4 separate regions of the Mus musculus genome follow, and all the other regions are linked to region 2. A link is a contact called in public HiChIP or PLAC-seq and promoter capture Hi-C data. All regions are on one chromosome and are shown on one strand. Each heading gives the region's core, a stretch centred on a gene start, on an enhancer-like site or on the middle of the called end of the contact. The rest is flanking DNA. Distances are from core to core; before and after follow the strand shown. Region 1 holds the start of Cntnap3 (contactin associated protein-like 3). Region 2 has its middle 71 kb from the start of Fam240b. Region 3 holds the start of Spata31d1c (spermatogenesis associated 31 subfamily D, member 1C). Region 4 holds the start of Prxl2c (peroxiredoxin like 2C).

What was found. Promoter capture Hi-C pulls out the DNA fragments that hold promoters and counts their contacts. HiChIP or PLAC-seq counts read pairs in DNA pulled down with a chosen protein or histone mark.
Region 1: a contact with region 2 is called in a promoter capture Hi-C map of embryonic stem cells, with 3 times the contacts expected there. The contact joins the promoter of Cntnap3 here to the enhancer-like site in region 2. A contact is called at or near these places in 19 of 39 promoter capture datasets (the 3T3-L1 cell line, 3T3-L1-derived adipocytes, the C10 cell line and 12 more) and 1 of 484 Hi-C or Micro-C datasets (embryonic stem cells).
Region 3: a contact with region 2 is called in a promoter capture Hi-C map of embryonic stem cells, with 5 times the contacts expected there. The contact joins the promoter of Spata31d1c here to the enhancer-like site in region 2. A contact is called at or near these places in 11 of 39 promoter capture datasets (3T3-L1-derived adipocytes, the HPC-7 cell line, cranial neural crest and 7 more) and 1 of 115 datasets of contacts at active chromatin or transcription factors (embryonic stem cells).
Region 4: a contact with region 2 is called in an H3K27ac HiChIP or PLAC-seq map of embryonic stem cells, with 5 times the contacts expected there. The contact joins the promoter of Prxl2c here to the enhancer-like site in region 2. A contact is called at or near these places in 4 of 39 promoter capture datasets (embryonic stem cells, hippocampal neurons and stem cell-derived epiblast-like cells), 28 of 484 Hi-C or Micro-C datasets (the C2C12 cell line, the G1E-ER4 cell line, Sertoli cells and 9 more), 5 of 115 datasets of contacts at active chromatin or transcription factors (astrocytes and embryonic stem cells) and 2 of 9 other capture datasets (embryonic stem cells and pancreatic islet).

Annotation. Positions count from the first base shown.
Region 1 is chr13:64,902,262-64,905,462 of GRCm38.p6, reverse strand. It overlaps Cntnap3 (contactin associated protein-like 3), which reads left to right and starts at 1,575. Exons shown (of 24, transcript NM_001081129.1): 1 at 1,575-1,716. The coding sequence starts at 1,623.
Region 2 is chr13:64,567,298-64,570,380 of GRCm38.p6, reverse strand. No RefSeq gene overlaps it. Among named protein-coding and RNA genes, the nearest start is that of Fam240b, 71 kb to the right of the region's middle. Within about 2 kb of position 1,305, at least 6 of the 459 cell types and tissues checked have an H3K27ac peak or open chromatin away from gene starts, as enhancers often do. A contact at or near this core is called in embryonic stem cells, where this site is marked.
Region 3 is chr13:65,031,356-65,034,408 of GRCm38.p6, reverse strand. Spata31d1c (spermatogenesis associated 31 subfamily D, member 1C) reads right to left here and starts at 1,351. Exons shown (of 4, transcript NM_001083890.2): 1 at 1,144-1,351; 2 at 445-487. The coding sequence starts at 1,320.
Region 4 is chr13:64,311,369-64,314,476 of GRCm38.p6, reverse strand. It overlaps Prxl2c (peroxiredoxin like 2C), which reads left to right and starts at 1,767. Exons shown (of 6, transcript NM_025370.3): 1 at 1,767-1,984; 2 at 2,142-2,210. The coding sequence starts at 1,793.

The DNA of each region.
Region 1 (3,201 bases), core at 326-2,825, 330 kb before region 2:
TCATCTGAGTGATTTCTGTCTTGTATCTTTATGAATCCAATAGTATCAACACTTGAAAATTTATATTAAGATCACATTGCATTGCTTAGAAAGATATTCTAAAAAATAATTCTAGGAGATACAACACATTTTTGGAGTAGAATTCCATTTTAGGACTTGAAGTGCCAGTGGATTTGGCTACACTTTTAGGGATTCCAATGTAATCTTCAGAACTTAAAACTGAAGGACTATAAATTCTAACATACATTGGAATACACTTAGTATATTACATTTTTTTTCCTTCTAGAAATAGTTTCTTCATTTCCAGGAACATTGTTTCCGGACAAGAATTTATTTTAAAAAATGAATGTATTTGTTATAATGTACAAGCAGCTTTATATAATTAATTCAAGCTGTAAATATTTATGAGATCATCATCCCATAAAAAAGTAATATGTGAGTAAAATCCTACCAAAAAGATGAAACACAGGACCTACCATTCAAGGAGGGAATGCCTAAGCCAGAGTAAACTCTCTTAAGTTTTAACAAGTAACTTTCAAGTGTCATGACATTTTTACACAACTTTCTGTGCGTGCGTGTGTGTGTGTGTGTGCACGTGTGTGTGTGCACACTTCCCTGACCTTTCTCACGTACCTTACTGGAGGACCTGACCAAGATGAAGGTAGTAAGGCATCTGCCTCAAGGTGAAAACTTCAAGAGACACTTAGAAATCAAGATTAATAATATTTTAGTGCAAAAAAGAAAAAAAGAAAAAAGAAATCATGTGCTGAAAAAAATATTTTAGTGCTGGCAAAGATTAAATTTAATGGGAAAAAAAAGATGCGGGGGCAGGTGCTTAGACATTAGGGACAACACAACAAAAACCCTGTTAACAAGTGAGTCTCATCAGACTTGCCTACCAGCAGTTTGACCCATGAGCTTTCAGATAGAGCGCTTCTGTATGCATCTGTAGAGTCCTTTCTGGCCCATTGTTTTTTGATATGAAACAGAGCAGAGTCAACCCTAGATGTACTCTCTGCAGTCCATTACCAAGGTGATAACACCTGGCCTTTGCAAACAGCTGTCCTAGTATGGCAGGTTTGTGTGTGTGTGTGTGTGTGTGTGTGTGTGTGTGTGTGTGTGTGTGTGTGTGTGTGTGTGTGTGCGTGTGTGTGTGTGTGCGCGCGCGTGTGTTCAAAAATGAGTCAGGTGGTCCCCAGAGTCCAGTGCATACATCCAGGTGAGAGAGGCAGCTGCATGAATGAACTGAGGATAGCTACCAAGACAGTGAGCAGAAGCTCCTATGTCCTCTCAGACTAGCATTTGATATCTGCCACCTTCAGGGACTTAAGTTGGGAGAGCCAGGGCTCGTACCTCTGGGACAGGTAGGGAGTCACATAGTCTGGAGCTGGAGAGGCTGTCGTCGCAAGGTGGCGGTCCTTACACGCGCAGCGCGGGGATCGGGATTGTGTGCAGCTGGAGCAGAGGCTCTGGCTTCTACGTTGCCAGAGCAGGGATAGCAGCCTGTGAGTTGCAAGAGGAAAGCCGGCAAGCAGGGAGGGTTGTCAGAAGCCAGGCAGGACACTGAAGCCACCCAAGCAGCTGCTGCTCTCTTTATAGAGTTTCTGGAGCCCAAAGTGATCATGGCACGGGTCAACGGAGCATTCCTGGATGCGTTGCTGCTTCTGCTGCTGCTGTCTGTTCAGACCCTGCCCCTAGTAGCAGCAGGAGATCCACGTAAGTACAGCAAAATGCTTAAAACTTGCTCTAGGCTATCTGGAAAACTTTGCATTTAATTCCTGGTTTAATTTGAATCCGAATAGCAGAGCATAGGGCTGGTGAAAAATAAAAATGGGGTTTCAAATAAACCCTATTCAGTTGCAACCTGAAAAACTAAAATTTATTTACGATAGACTTTCATCTTCTGAGAGGGTCTAAAATACATAGTGTGTATTTGAATTTATTTATATATCTGAATAATCACTAAGGGGGTGAATGTTTCATAAAAACAGAAAGACCCATGTGTTAGGAATTAATTGGCCAACACTATCATTTATTCCCCTTGAATGGAACAATTTCCAGGAATTAAGTCCATCAGAGAAATGACTGGCAGGCATTACATCATCCTGCATCAGTTTAGCTGCTACCAGCATACAGTTTTGCAGACCTTGGTAGCTTCAGAGTTAAGATGCTAATTAACTCTTAAATACTGCAGGGATGGAGCAGCTATAGATCAGCCTAAATTTTATAGGCCAAATTTGGCACCCTGCTCAAATTGCTCAGAGGGGGGGGAAAACACGTGGGTATTCTCTTCACAGAACAGGTTGTTTCTAATAGTAAAAGTTATTGTTTAAAGACAAAACTTTGCTAGTCATTCTCTATGTGTCAACATTTACATTTAAAAATTTTGTCACGGAGTGCTGTGTTTCTGATTTGGCAAAAATCTAGCATGCTTTTATTTGTAGAATGGTCAGTATTTTAGTGGAGTAATAATAATCCAGATAGTACAGAAAAACCCAATACTTTTATTTTTATCTTTCACGAAAATGTAAAAATATGCCTCAATTAAAATTCTACTGATTTAATTCAGCTATGAGTTTAGAATTTTAAAAATATATTCCTCCTTGAATTAAAAAAATAACTTTTTAAAAGTAAGTTTTTTTTTTCTTTGACAGTCCCATGTATGCATATAATGCACTCTGGCTCCTCTCCCCACAGAAACTTTACCTGATATCCTAACAATGACGTCGCTCACACCCCTTTCCTACTGGTCCCTTTCTCAGATTCATCACTTTTGGTTTGGTTTTGTTACCCATTTAGTTTAACCACGACCATCCGTGTCACCACCTGATTGGAACTATTCACATTTTTCCTCCTTTCTGCTTTCACTCCTCTCAGTCCAAACCTCATTGAATCAGCTAATAAAAGCTAGTTGTCATATTTAGAAATACAGATCACTGAAGGGCAGGATCCCCTGGAGGCAGCTCTCAGGGTTCACCTCAACCTTCTTTATGAAGTCTGCCATACTCCAGAGTTCTTCGTGCCCTGAATCCTCAAGCTGAGATAACGCCCACGGCTGATAGTGCAGTCCCTGTATTGAACACCTATACTCATGCCTTTCACATCCAACAGTCTTAATTTACAAAATTTATCCCACCTCTGTATAAATTATAAAAAAAGTTAAAAGCTTAATTTTGTCTCATAGGAAGGCTTTGCTAATAA
Region 2 (3,083 bases), core at 56-2,555:
CAAAAAGAAAATTCCTGTGTTTGTTTGAAACAAGAGTGTCTGGGCTCAGAGAAAGGAGGTGAATGGCCACAAGAGACACTTAACATCATGTGACTGAGAGAGATACAAAAGGTAGAAAGGACACAGGCAACACATACTGAGTAAGTCTTTTAAAAACCTGTAGGAAAGATGGCTCAGTGGTTATGAGCATGTACTTCGCCTGCTGAGGTGACCCGTCCAGCAGGTCCAGTTATTCGAGGGTCTCGAGGGGACCTCCTCCTAAGAACCAAATGGGGGGCGGGGAGACAAGGGTCTTGTACGAGTAACGACACGGAAACCATTCTGAAGTTGTATCAAGACCCCAATGTATTGAGAAAGGTCCAAGGCTTAAATGCACAAGCAAAAGGAGAAGTACAGACACTTATCAGTGGGAGGGGTGGGGCAATACAAGCAAAAGGAGAAGTACTTATGGGAGGGGGCAATAGAAATTCTTTCTTTTGGCAGCTACACGGGGAAGCAGGAACTTGGTGGTATCAGGGTGTGGTCAGGACATCGGTGATGACCTAGGGCTGGAACATCCCGTGGTTCTCGGAATCCATGTGTCGGTGGCCCGCTTTTGACCCCTTTTTCTTCTTGGTGAGAGAGGCCCAATTTAGAGATCAAGAGTTGTCTTAATAGCTCCCAACACTGAGGCTCACAGCTACCTATAACTCCGTCTCCAAAATAGCCCTCTTCTAGTCTACACTTTTTTTTAAAAAAATCTTTAAAAATACTGTAGAAAAACTGACATGATATTAATTAAAGAATATGAAGTCCCATGTATGACAACAAAAAATGTATTGAAGTGTACAAACGGCAGACAGAATGCTCCCTAGTAAAATAATTCTATCCTGAGTTGAAGGGCTTTAATTAGATTCAGATGTTAATTTGACATGAAGTTGTGACCTATTTCCCTATTGACCCAATATCTCTGTTAGATGGTTGGACCACTGAAGCCCTTCCCCTCCCCTGGGAAGATTTAGGGAACCCAAAAATTCAGATGGGAGAAGGCAAGAGGGCTCAGCGGATAAAGCACAGCAGTGAAAGTCTCTCTTGAATCTGATTCCTTGATCTCCCTCAAAGGCAGATGGTGAAAACCTACTTTCAAATCGAAACGCTGTCCTATAACTTCCGTGCACGCACAGCCTGTGAGTGGGAAGCACTGACCCTGTACTCCCACAGCACTGAGGTGAAGGTGGAGAATCACTGACACTCCCCAACCAGGGACAGCTGCTTCAGATAGTGAACTGTGGCCAGTAAGTGCACAATGTCAAGAGGCATTCCATGCAGCTGCTCATAAAGTCTCAGCGGGATCGAGCCTTCCCCTTCAAAGGCAGCCATTTTAAAACTGACTTCTTACCTACTCAGCAGGCTCTCAGCAGGCTCTCTCATTATGCCTCCTACATTCTCTTCCCAAACAAATCAGATGCTTGAATACCTTTGTATTTTGTTGTTTTTAGACAAAAGTCATAATAAGAAATTTTTGAATATTAGTGTTAAGTACAAAATACAAAATATACATTAAAATGGCTAATCGTTAATTCCAGAGCAAGGGGAAATTGCTAAAAGATTAATCATAGACTAGAACATGACTAAGCCCAGAGCAGTAGGTCAGCAGACATTATAATGTAAACTTTTAATAATAATGCAATCACATTTTGATAGAATATTAAGTGGTTGGAAGATTGATGCATGGTGAATGTGGGCAGTGATTTTGTAGTACTATAAGAGAACTATTGTGCCTATAAGTTTAATTAGGCCCACTTGGACATCTCACATGGACCTGTACCGTGTATCATTTAGCATATTTGTGCCAATCATAATTGTTCAGCTTAAAGTTTTTTCCATCCCTAGGTACAGAAATTGCCAGATCTCTATAGCAACAAGAACCTAAGAACTCTGGTTCTGGTTGCCCTAGAGACAAGAGCACCTTAGCACAGATGCAAATATCAATAGCCATAAAGCAAAGCTCTCTCTTAGCAAAAATGGCTTAAGATCCTTTATGAACAAAGACCCTCAACACTAACCTGGACTGAATACATGTATAAGAAAGGGGAATAACTACTAAGAATGTTCCCCCAAACAGAAACCCTCCTTACAGTCATCTAACCTCTGGTTATGTTTGGTCCAAACTACTATCCCTTACCTAAGAGTGCAACTACAACCAAGTGGGTGGACCTCAGACAGAGTTAAGGCTCACCAAAGAAAAAAATTTTAATGTAAGAGTTATTTTTGGTTTCAAAAGATAAAAGTAATTTCTTTAGATAACTATGAGCCACCCAGAGTTAAGAAAATTAGCTTGATACATTCAAAGAGAGACTAGAGGCTGGAGAAAAAAGATTCCTACCCATTAAAGCCTTTTCCTGTCTCAAAAGTAGAAAATTAACACAAACTTCTGGCAGAGTCCTGTAAGGAAGCAAAAGATAAAACTGAAAGACTCAAACAAATAAAAAATATTCTCACCAGTGCTGGTCACTATCCTGTCTGATCTGGGGGTTGTAGCTCAGTTGGTAGATTCCTTACCTAGCATTTGAAATGTCCTGGTTTGATCCTTGGGTCTCCATAAACTAGGTGTGGTAGTATATACCCTGTAATCCCAGCAATCAGAGGCAGGGGGAGTCATAGGTTTTGGGAGTGAAGAAGAGGAAAGAAAGCATGTTTGAGAGAGATGATGAGATGATAAGAGAGGTCTTCCCTTTTCAGGCAAAAGGTTTTTAATAACGAAAGCAGGCCACACAGGGGGCCTGAGGTAGTCTCAGATCCCCCAGACAAAGCTCTTTACTCCAACAGGTTTCTAAGGAAGGAAACTGGGTCTTGTACTGCAAACAGACAGGCTTAGTAAGTACATTAGCTATGTTATATGACCATAGTCACATGTGACATCAATCAAACTGCTGCGGACCTTGGGTGGCAGGAAAGCTGGGAGTTACTCCTGCTCATTCTTGAAACCAAAATTTTGTTCTTTGTGGCTTCTATATTTACCTGGGGACTTTAGGGTGAAAAGGAAAGGCCTGCTTCCTACTAAACCTTACCTGGTGGACACTGATTCTTAGCATCTATTGTTT
Region 3 (3,053 bases), core at 102-2,601, 460 kb before region 2:
AATCTTTATCTACATTGTCCCATGTGATGATACTTAAAACACCATATAAAGCACACAGGCCTTAGTTTCCTCAGAGGTGTATGGGCACCTACATGTTAAGCATGTGTATCATACCAGAAGGCAGGAATGTGTGGCTCTAAAACAACCAGCCAACCAAACAACCAAACAAACACGTAGTGCTCCCTGGACTTATCCAGTGCTCACTGTATACATGGAACACACTCTCCTGATAGTGCATGTCAGCTTCATGTCCACAGGAGTGCAGAGAGGGAACTGACTCTGGTATGTTTATCACGCTGCCTTCCAGTGAGTCTCTCCTTTGAGAACTATTTCTTGTCAGTTAATTATCTGGCAACTTTACATCCTCAGATCATAGACCTAAGACCTTATGGAAATGACAGGATGGTAAACTGGGAAGAGGAGATCCAGCAGATAGATACCTACCTTTAAGTGACTTCCTCCTTTCTTTGTTAGCTGAGCCCTGGTACTGTGGACATAGAGAAATGAACAAGGTGTTAGAATTTTCCCTCATGTTTATTTTCTGAAGAAACCCAGATTTCATAAACCAAGATTATTATGACATTTGTTCAGTTAATGAAATTTAGTTCTTTCTTAAATTAACTTTTGGAGGTGACCTGATGTTTTCTTTTTCCTTCTTTGGGAAATTAAAGGAGAATTTTGTCTGTAAGAGCTATACTTGGAGTTATCAGTTAGAAAGTTGAGGCCAGCAGCAACATCTGTGCTTTTCTGGAGACAGGATTGTCCAGTGGGACAAAGCTTGAGTTTCAGGTTCTTCTCAGAGCCTTCAAGAAGTCAGCACTGCTTTCCTGACCAGCTCAACCTGGCTGATTGTTGGGTAAATCTACATGCAGGGTGAGAAATAAGCCTGGGATTCTCATTCAGGTGTTCAGCAGGAGAAGCTATTCTCCTTTGAATATTTAAGTGAAAACTTTAGTCCTCTCTGTATTCCTCCCATGCCAGGACTCATGCCCTAGGACAGCAATGTTTTTTTCTCTCCCCAGTGTCCCATATCAGTCATGTTTCTGAGACAGACAGGCTCATCCAGTACTAAATCCAGTACTCATTGAGTTCTGTAGTACATCAATAAAAAATATCTCTTGGGGGTTCATCATACATCCTCACCTTTTTGATGTCCTGACTTTTCCAAGGTGGTGGGAAGAATTGTTTCAGTATCAAATACCACAGGTATAGAAGAATAGACCAAACTCCACTCAGAAAGATGTAATTGGAGCCAATATCCAAGAATGCTGATCCAAAGCCTAACCATGATCTATTTAGAAAAGAGAGGATGTTCTCCATACACTGAGTCTCATGGATGCCTGAGGTATATGAGTTCTGAGATTGCATGGGCCTCACTGTAGGCCTAGGTCTGCATCACAGAGCAAGGGAGAGTCATAGAGGGTTTGTGAGGACAGAGAGAAGGGTGAGCCCTCAGATCCTCCCTCCCCCTCCTCCAAGCTCCTTCACTGACTTCTGCTTGAGACTGCTGCTCTGTTTCCACCCCTCCTTCCTTACTTCACTTTATGTTCCTCAGGGAACTTTCTTGTTACCTCTGTAATCTGGATGCCAACCCATTCCCCTTTAGTGTTTGCAGCTCTTGAATTGGAGTCATTCAGTTCTCCAGACTAGAGTGTCCAAAAGGATGCCTTGAAGTTTAGCTTTGGGCCAGATATTTAGTCTCAGCAGCACAAATGTCCTCCCTCTAACACAGCAGTCTCAAAGTTGAGGGTTGTGACCCCCTTGGATATCAAATTGCCCTTTCACAGGGGTCACATATCAAGATATTCTGTATGTCAGATATTTATATTGTGATTAATAACAGTAGCAAAAGTACAGTTATAGAAATAGAAATGAAATAATCTTATGGTTGGGAGTCACCACAAGAACTGTATCAAAGGGTCACAGCATTAGGAAGGTTGAGAACCACTGCTCAAATATAATATTTCTTCTCTACAGAATGGCTCTTTTTCCGAATCCAGCTATACAACAAAAGTATTTCCTCATACATTTACTTTTGTGAATATACCATAGCAAACTTTGCTTCAGTCAGAAGGACAGGCTGAATTACAAAACTAACATAACTAAAAGATGTGTATACAAACTTCAAACCTCTTGGGCTAGTGGGATATTCCATTTACTTTTCTGGAGTGATTGAAGCTTTGGGTAGACCAAGATTTCACAGATAACTAAACTTCTTTTCAATTTTCCCCCCTCAACAACCATCCTCTGAACTCTGAACATCCATCCTTCACCAAATTTCCAGGTAGCTTTTTCCTACCTGGAAATAGTGGTATGTATACATCTGTATCTGCTGCCTGTCTCTAACCCTTAGCTTTGTGAACATCAAGTGGCATTTATGTTTTGTTTAACACAACTCTCACTTTATAGTCCAAGCTAAACTAGGTCTCACCATATAGCCCAGGCTGTCCTCGACCTTGTAAGCAATTCTTTTGTCTCAGGTTTTCAAGGGCTGGAGTTATAGATATACACCACCACACTCAGGTCGTCAGCAGATGTTTACTTTGGTTTCGGTTTTGGTTGGTTAGCTGATTGGTAGGGACTCATGTGACAAAGGATGTCCCCACTGTAGCTAAGAATGAACTTGAACTCCTGATCCTCACAGGTGTGCTGTGCCACCATTCCCTGCTCTCATGGCAGTTTTTTTTTTTTAAAGATTTATTTATTATATATGTAAGTACAATGTAGCTGTCTTCAGAAACTCCAGAAGAGGGCATCAGATCTCATTACGGATGGTTGTGAGCCACCATGTTGTTGCTGGGAATTGAACTCAGGACCTTCAGAAGAGCAGTCAGTGCTCTTAACCACTGAGCCATCTCTCCAGCCCATCTCATGGCAGTTTTTGAGGACAATTTCTTATCCTATTTCTGTCTTTCTTTTTTTTTTAATTACGTATTTTCCTCAATCACATTTCCAATGCTATCCCAAAAGTCCCCCACACCCTCCCCCCGCCAACCCCCTACACACTCATTCCCGTTTATTGGCCCTGGTGTTCCCCTGTACTGGGGCATATA
Region 4 (3,108 bases), core at 518-3,017, 260 kb after region 2:
GTGAATCTCTTACACTTAACTCTTCCCCAGAGTTCCTCTCTCTCTGTCAGATGTCCCATCTTCTAATCATGCCTCAGCTTTTTATTGACAAGTGATACTTCCACAGAGTACATGAGATTATCCCTACATTCTACAGTTAAAGTGCTTTGTTTATTAGAAAGAAACTGGGTCAGGACATAGCTCTGCTTACCTACTGCCAAGCCTGACAACCTGGATGCAATCTCTTGTGCCCCACGTGATGGAAGGACAGAACTGACTCCCACAAGTTGTCCTCTGATCTCTACACAGGTAGTGTCACAATGTGCCCACATGCGCACATACAGTAAGTACAATACAAATTCTTAGACAGAGGAATACAGAGCTGACTGAAGTAAAAATGCAAAATTTGTTACCGAGATCAAAGGTTGACTCAAATAGAACCCACCTACAGGATAGAAGCCTTAACTGTGTTAGGAATTCTTTCTTGTATGCACTCTTTGTGCGTGCTTTATTTGTTTCTGTGGTCTCCTTTGAAGAAACAGGCATAGAAGGGACTTACTGCTCTGCCTACAATGACTGGTCCTGATTACTGAGGAGAACAGGGGACTAAGGAAGTGTCTGGAAAACAGGCTGTCCCATAGAATGTTTAAAGACAATGGAAATGAGTTTGGTCACTGTATCGGGTAAAGACCCACAACCAGCTGAAGTGGCTTCTCTGGGAAAAGGGAATACAGAATGGGAAATGTAAGGCGGTGATTACAAATGCCAGGTGCTGGGCCTGGGAGATGGCACTGTAGATAAATGCACTTGCCATGAGTTCAATATTTGGGATCCACACGATGGAAGCAGAGAGCCAACTTCCAAAAGTCCTTCGACTTCCACACACAAGAGGAACTTGTATATACCCACAAAGAGACAACACACACACACACAAAATAAATAAAATGTAATTTAAGTTTTATTTGTTATTTTTTTTTTTTTTGAGACAGGGTTTCTCTGTGTAGTCCTGGCTGTCCTAGACCTGTCTTGTAGACCAGGCTGGCTTCGAATTCAGCCATCTGCCTGCTTCTGCCTCCCAAGTGCTGGAATTAAAGCGTGCACCACCACAGCCTCAGCTATTAATCTAAAAATTTTAATGAACTGTTATTTTTAATTTCTTCCTCCCCACCCACTCCTCCTCTGTCTCTCTCTCTCCATTCCTCTGTCACTCTTTCTGTGTGAGTGCAGATGCCTGCAGAATCCCCAAGAAAGTGTCAAGAGTTACAGGCAGTTATGAACATTTGATGTGGGAACTGAGAATCTAACTTGGGTCCTCTTTCAGAGCAGTAGGCACTCTGAACAGTGCCTACTGTGGGTGCCAGAGTATCAGATACCCTGAGACTAGAGTTGTGAGCTGCTATGTGGATGCTGGAAACTGAACCCCCTGGTTCTCTACCAGATAAGCCAGGGCTGTTAACCCCTGATCTATCTTTCCAGTCCTTCTTCAGCATTTCCTGTGTTACGACTGTAAAGAATATGATTTTTATTGGAAAGTGTTGTAGGCAGTAGAAAGAGGGAGTGCCTCAGCCGCACCTCCCATAGCACTGTCCCCTCCCTTGGTATTCAAACTGGAAGAACGGTTTGGAGTGTTTTCCTTCTGTAGCTCCGTAGCGTCCCTTGTGGCCACGCCTCCGAAGGGTCGGCCCCGCGTGGCCCCGCCTCCAGTCCCCTCCTCACCCTCGTGACCCCGCCTTTCCAGTCTCAGCCCCGCCCCTCCCCCTTAACCCCGCCCCCCGCGGTCGGTGGCTGACCTGAGCGGTCGCCCTCCTCCGCGATGGCCGCGCCGGTGACGCGGCAGGTCAGCGGCTGCGCAGGCCGGGTCCCGAGCCCGGCTGGCTCGGTCACAGAGCGCGGGCAGCCGCTAGCGGCCGCCGTAGCGGAGCTGCCCGTGCTGGACGCGTCTGGGAGACGGGTGACGTTCGGAGCGCTGTTCCGAGAGCGGCGAGCCGTGGTGGTGTTTGTGAGGGTGAGCACGGGTAGGGCGGGAGGGGAAGTGCCTCTCGTTGGCCGCCCAGATCCTGGGCCGCGGCGGGTGCAGCACCTCGCCTGGAACCGACCGCCCGGACCTTCTGGAACCTGGCTGCTACCTTGTTGACGTGCTCTTCTGCATGGTTGCCTTTCAGCATTTCTTGTGTTACGTCTGTAAAGAATATGTCGAAGATCTGGCCAAAATCCCCAAGAGCGTCCTCCGAGTAAGTTTCCCGAGTGAGCAACAGCGGCCGATGCAGTGGGGGTGAGCTGTGGGTGGGTGGCCCCTCCTTCATCCTCTGGGGCTGCTGAGACCCACGGGGGTCTATTTCTGTCCTAATGCGCTCTTTTGCGCCCTCTTGGGATCGGACTACCATAATTTTACCTGGTAAAAATGCCTGTGTCAAAATGTTGCGTAAGAACGCAAAAAATCAAAACACAGACAGCAACTGTGTTTACAACCCAAATAGTAATCCATTATAGGAAAATGTAACGTATATTAAAAGTGCAGCTTTGCGTTTTTCTTCAGTCGCCAGAAGAGCTTTGTAACTGAAGACACTGGGCATTTGTAAAACTAAGATCTATTTTCAGCACACATTTACAGGATGAGTGAGGAAAAAATTAAAAACTTCTGCCTGCCCTTCTATTCCTTTTGTTTATAATACACTGAAGCATCTTTGCGTTGTAAACATTTTTAATATTGTTGGCATAAGTTACTCAGCATAAAGAGAAATGGGTCTCGTGATATTTTCATACATGCCTATTCTGTTATTATATGTGGTCACCCCTTCTTGCTGCTTCCCTCCTCCAGAGCCACACTGGTCATCTTTGTCTTCTTAATATTCCTTTACCCTCTCATTCCCTCATGCATCTAGACCTCATCCTCACAACACCCTTTCTACTCTACATAAATATGTGCATATAAACTTAAGCCTAGTTCTGCATGTGAGAGAAAACAATACTATATTTGTCTGTCTGTGGCTTGTTTGACTTGGCATAATGTCCATTTCCACTCATTTCCTGCAGTTCATAAACATTACCTCATTCTTCATAACTGATTACATTTCCCAGTGTGTGTGTATGTGTGCGTTTATGTGTGTATGTGATGTGGGGGGTTGTTGT